Linked DNA regions of Mus musculus: region 1 is linked to region 2. Evidence: chromatin contacts called from public HiChIP or PLAC-seq data. All regions are on one chromosome and are shown on one strand. Each heading gives the region's core, a stretch centred on a gene start, on an enhancer-like site or on the middle of the called end of the contact. The rest is flanking DNA. Distances are from core to core; before and after follow the strand shown. Region 1 holds the start of Slc39a8 (solute carrier family 39 (metal ion transporter), member 8). Region 2 has its middle 35 kb from the start of Slc39a8.

The links. HiChIP or PLAC-seq counts read pairs in DNA pulled down with a chosen protein or histone mark.
Region 1: an H3K4me3 HiChIP or PLAC-seq map of bone marrow-derived macrophages shows a contact between it and region 2, with 2.2 times the contacts expected there. The contact joins the promoter of Slc39a8 here to the enhancer-like site in region 2. A contact is called at or near these places in 1 of 15 datasets of contacts at CTCF or cohesin (the NIH/3T3 cell line), 1 of 484 Hi-C or Micro-C datasets (liver), 5 of 115 datasets of contacts at active chromatin or transcription factors (bone marrow-derived macrophages, embryonic stem cells and intestinal villus epithelium) and 1 of 9 other capture datasets (adipose tissue).

What each region holds. Positions count from the first base shown.
Region 1 is chr3:135,824,309-135,827,119 of GRCm38.p6, reverse strand. It overlaps Slc39a8 (solute carrier family 39 (metal ion transporter), member 8), which reads right to left and starts at 1,463. Exons shown (of 9, transcript NM_001135149.1): 1 at 1,320-1,463; 2 at 430-880. The coding sequence starts at 648.
Region 2 is chr3:135,789,517-135,792,525 of GRCm38.p6, reverse strand. No RefSeq gene overlaps it. Among named protein-coding and RNA genes, the nearest start is that of Slc39a8, 35 kb to the left of the region's middle. Within about 2 kb of position 1,650, at least 2 of the 459 cell types and tissues checked have an H3K27ac peak or open chromatin away from gene starts, as enhancers often do. A contact at or near this core is called in bone marrow-derived macrophages, where this site is marked.

The DNA.
Region 1 (2,811 bases), core at 214-2,713, 35 kb before region 2:
TTCAGCCCTAACGGCCTTATGCAATATTCACAAGAGTGTTTTTAAATGGGAGTGGTCACTCACCCTGAAACTGATAAGGACCGCAGGTGACAGGTTCCTACTGCTGAATGTGTAAGTTAAGTAAATGGCTCTTTCCTTAAGAATTAAATATACCATTCCTATCTAAAGTTCATATCTTGGGTGAGTTTCCGCCCTCAACTACTTCGTAGACCTATCCGTTTTTCTATAGATCAACAAGTCCTCTGGTAGCTCAACTTCTCATTTTGGCTTGCCAGATCTCTAACTCAAGTCCCTTAATGCCCGGTGAACCAACCGGTGAGGATCAAATGACCGCTTCAAACTTGAAAAACTTCACGAAATCCTTTCTCTGGTGCTACTGCTCTGGGGATGGGAATCTGAGAAAACTGCAGAGAACGGGGCCACCCTTACCTGGTTGAAGTGCAGCTGGCCCAGGTCCAGCGCTCCCTGCTGGGATGCAGCCCCCAGACGCTCCAGCAGGCGCCCCAGCTGCGCGGCCGACAGGCTCCGGTTGGCGCCGAACACGCTCAGCACATCCTCACTGAAGGCGAGCTCCGGTCCCTCCGAGGGGTGTCCCAGGCTGGTGGCCGCCAGCAGCAGCAGCCCGGCCACTGCCCGGCCCGGAGCCATCGTGGAGCGCGCAGCTCCGGAGCTAGCTGATGCAGGGACCCGCGCCGGTGCCCCGGTGTCAGTGCCGTTAGGGTGGGGGTGGGAGGGTGCGCCGGTCCCGCGTCACTGCCTGGCCCAGTTAGCGAGACACTCCGTGCCCCCGCTCTGCAGTCTCAGACCTTCGGGGCATTGAAGAGGTAGAACAGCCAGAAGGGCGATAGGCAGTGTGGCCTCTCGGAGCCTCCTGCGGAGCCTGAGATAAAAGGAACAAAGGGGGACAGAGATAAAGGGCACTGGGTCAGCAGTCTGCGGGCCCCAGAGCTCTGAGTGGCCAGAGTCTCGAACTCCGAGCCGGGCGTGGGGCCAGCTGCCCGGAGCCTGGTTTGCTGAAGCCCCAGGATTTGCTTACAGTGTGGTGACTCTCGCTTGTCCCGGATATAAAGCCCCAACCGCGCCACACTTCGGGGAACTAAATCCTCTGACTGTGCAACCCCAACTCCTCTTCCTGTCTTGAGGCTTTTTTTTCCCGCCGCAGAAACGTGGAAGGGTCGGGACTGAAGCTCCCACCCCCCAAAAATCTGCAGAGAAACACTCCCTCGGGGTCCCCAGGTTCCCGCGTCTACGCTGGACCCTCTCTGCACAACTGGCTGTGAGCTTGGCAAGTTGAAACGGAGAAGTTGCTAGCCTCTCACCTCTACTGTCTATGTCAGCCCCTGAGGTTCAAATATATTCAAAATACTTCTCTCTCTCTCTCTCTCTCTCTCTCTCTCTCTCTCTCTCTCTCTCTCTCTCTCTCTCTCTGTCTGTCTTTCTCTCTCCTTTCTCTAAGAAACTCTGAGATCAGGCCCTGCACCCTTTAGAGATAAGAAGGGGAGGGAGAGTGTTGTCCCCGCCCCTGAAGCACGTGGTGTCACACTCCCCCAGGCTGATCTCCCAAGTGCGTCCACGCCGGGGCGCTTACCTCTCTGTCTGCCATCCCAGCCGCTGTGGTGCCTACTCCCTGGAGCCCACCTCCACGGTGGGATCCCTAGCCCCCTTCCTGGTGTCCCGGCCCACTTTTTTGGTGACCTCCATGAAATCAGCTTCCTGCAACGGTGTCTAGAGCCCCTTGCATTGTCTCAAAAATGAACAGGAATTGGTTTTTTGCCTCACTTCTTAAAAATCAGAGGAGAAAGAGGAAACCAAATCAGTCGCAAGTTGGTGGGCTAGCTGAGCCAGCAGGGGCCTCGCGGGCCCTTCCTGACGCCGCTCGGGATATCCGCAGATCACAAGGAATGTTTATTTGCTCAGACGAAGGTTCAAGAAAAGCTGAGTTGGGTGTCAGGTCAACAAGTTTGTGTAAAGTGAATGTGGTGTTTGGGGACAAAGGTTGTGTCCGGTGGATGAAACGATCTAGAAATAAAGAAATAAAGTGAAACCCGCTCGGCTGTCAGAAAAAGAATTCAAAGTGCTGTTCATGCCTTTCAGGATGGGTGTGTGTGTGTGTTTTACCCTCCTAAAAACAGCAAGTTTAAAAACAGGCAGACAGCTAACAGAAAAACAAGGTAGAAGGAAAAAGAAACTATTACTCATAAGAAATTTGGCGCTCTCCCTCTCTCTTTCTCTCTCTCTCTCTCTCTCTCTCTCTCTCTCTCTCTCTCTCTCTCTCTCTCTCTCCCCCCCCCCGTGTGTGTGTGTGTGTGTGTGTGTGTGTGTGTGTGTGTGTGTGTGTGTGGCAGGAGGGGGGGCGGGGGCGGGGGTGCTGGATTCTAGGAAGATGGGGGCCTAGGCAAGAACAACAGAAGGACTTTCCTGTGATAGAGGTGGGGATATGTTCCGTCTCACACCAGAGGCATTAGGCAGCTGTACAGGGCAGCTGCCAGGAGGAAGTTTTCTGCATAAGTGTGCCAAGCCTTAATGTGGAGAATAATTTCTTCATGACTGGAAGCAATTCAGATCAACAGATCCCAGGTGAGAAGCACTCACCTGTACATGACAAAAAGCCCTGCCTTGAAAGGCAGTGAACTAAATGATCCTGAGGCTGGACTCTTTCCAATTAAAAAAAAAAAAAAATCTGTCCGATGTTGGTATTAATTTACAGAACGGTACTGATGCTCAAAGGGCAAACCTCTCACAAAAGGGCCAAATGTAAGTTGATAGCACAAAGGAGCTCTTGCATCTACCCAGCTGATAAGTTTCTGATTA
Region 2 (3,009 bases), core at 401-2,900:
CAATGAGTCTGTGTATATTTAGTAAATGCCACGTTCTGCAAAAAGCAAAATTCAAGCAATTAAAAATATATAGATATAATATTAAATGTGAAAAAGCTAGGAGACAAAATTACATAAACAGCATGATACCCAAGTTTGTAAAAAGCAAATGTAGAAGAAGTATACACAAATATAGCCACAGGTGAGAGATAGACAGATGGGTAGATGGATGGATAGAGAGATAGATAGACAGATGGATAGATAGATGGGTAGACAGATGGACAGATGATGGATGTATAGACAGATGGATAGATGGAAGAACATGGAGTATCTAGATATACACTAATGATTACCAGTATCATCTTTAGGGTGAGGTTACTAATATCATTTATTTTCATTTTAGTCTTTTCTGAACTTCCTAAATTTTCATAATGAATACATTATTAGTAGAAAATGGATACTACACTGTATTCTTTAAATGCAAACGAAAATAGCTGAGGTTCAGCATTCTGCATAATTGATGGAATCTAGAGACAACCAAGGCATTCTTCAATAGAAAACAATATTGAATGGGATATTATTTGGTGATTAAAAATGAATTATCAAGGCATAAAAAGTCATAGAGGAAACTTGAGAAATGTTAACAAATGAAAGCAGCTCATTCAAAAAGGCAGCATACAGGGCCAGCAAGATGGCTCAGCAATGCATGACCTTGATGCCAAGCCTGACAACCTGAGCTCCATCCCCAGTCCCACATGGTGGAAAAAGAGAACCAATTCCACAAGTTGTCTTCTGATCTCCACATGTGCACTATAGTATGCACACATACACACACACACACACACACACACACAGAGAGAGAGAGAGAGAGAGAGAGAGAGAAACACAGACATAGACATACACTCGGACAGACAGACAGACAGACAGACACACATACACACAGATATACACACTCACACAGAAAGACAGACAAATAAAATGGAAAGAAAAGAAAAGGCTACATACTGCACAATTCTAACTAGTGGATATTCTAACTACGGCATCTTACCTAGTGCAGAATTCTCATCTTGGGAAAGATAAAACCAGATCAGGAAGTCTAGAGAAGACAAAGAGGGAGAGGGATTGGTAGGGGTAAAAATAGCACAGACACTTTGTGGAACCATTCAACATGATACTGTACTGCTGAAAAACTGCGGTTATAGATCATCCAAACCCTAATATCAAAGTGTAGCATGACCTTTACTATAAACTACAGACAAATTAATAGCAATAGGCCTGGCTGACTGTGGTGCCATGCACCTGTAACCCTAGTACTTAGGAGACTGAGGCAAGAGTGTCAGTTCTAAGCCAGGCTGGGAAGTATACTCTGACATCATCATCATCATGTAACAAATATGTCGAAGTAATGAAACTTGTAATAAAGCAGGTAACTTATATCTTTGCACTTTCTGCCCTTTTAAAACCAACTTAAAGCTGCTCTAGAAGATATTTTGTTAAATTTCAATGGCTGATTATTATCCTGAAGTAATTTCCTAAAAAAATGGCAGATGGTAAAAATAAGCAGGGTACGTTTGCTGTCTATTGCATGAGCAATTACACCAGTAAGTAGTATATTTTTAGAGGACTCATCCAGTGCTGTTTCATGGATTTTGCAAATTACACAATCGGTGTTTGTGACTCACTCTCAGGCAGCTGAGGAAGATGATGGGGACACTAACAGTCATCTGAGGGCTCACTGGGGTGGAGAAAATGTATCACCAACATAGATTCTTCCTCTCACAGCTGGTAAGCTATTGCTGGCTTTGACAGGAAGAACCAAGTTCTTCTTCATCATCATCATCATTTCTTTTTAAATTTATAATATAATTACATTTATTCTTTTCCTCTACCCTTTCTTCCTTCAAAATCTTCCCATGTTCCCTTCCATGCTCCCTTCCAAACTCATGGCTTCTTTTCTTATTACTTGGTGTGCGTGTGTGGTGTGTATGTGTGTGCGTGTGTGTTCCTGTTCATATAACCTGTTGCGTCTCTATAACGTTACCTGTAAGTGCATCTTAAAAACTGACCATTTGGTATTAGATAACCAGTTGGCGTGCTCTTCCCTGGGTAAAGCTATTTCTCCCATCATTCCTTTGTTGTCTATGATTCCTTGAACTTTCTCCCATTCATACTAACATGTCTACTGTTGTTCTCGTTCAGCTCGTCTTTAGAAGTCATGTTAGTGAGACCTCATGGGTGTAGCTACTGAAATTCCTAGGAAACATAATCTCACAGAAACTCCCTGTTCCTCTGGCTCTTAAAATCTTGCCACGTGCTCTTCCGCAATGGTTCCTTGAGCCTTAGGGTTGGGCGTATCTGACAGATGAGTAGACTGAGACTGCGCTCCACAGCTCTTCATTTTGTTTGTGGTGGGCTTTCGTGATGTCTTTATCTGAGGCAAAGAGAAGTCTCCTGGCAGAGGGGTGAGGACTGCACTTATCTGTGAGTATTGGGACAAATATTTAGAATGTAGGTAGGGATTAACTGGTGGTTAAGATCTCCTCCAGGATTCATGAGTTCACTAGCCCATGGTAGTTGGTGAGGTCTCCAGTACCATGCATGGTTTCCCTCCTGTTGAGCTGACCTTAAGTCCAATTAGAGACTGTTGGTTACCACCAAGGTGTACTACCACACCCTTAGGGTTATGATGCTAACTGGACATTGTTGAGGTTCACAAATGTCCTAGCTAGGTAGGACTGTTGTTTGCTCTCTTCCTTTGAAAACATGCATGGTGTCTTCTTGTACCATGAGTGCTATTCCTCAGGATGGAGGCATTCGTGTCAGATCCAGCTATGGGCCCTGCCTCTGAAGCACATGGTGTCCTCTGCAATAGGGATTTGTCCTCTACCTCTTGGGGGAACAACCTAAGGGCAATAGCAATAGACTGTATGTTTGGGGAGTGTCTTGGACAACCCTGAATGAAAACTCAAAAGAGGGCTTCTTGTGTCCGGTATTGAGGTGTTTATTAGATGGTCTTGGGCTCTTGGAGGG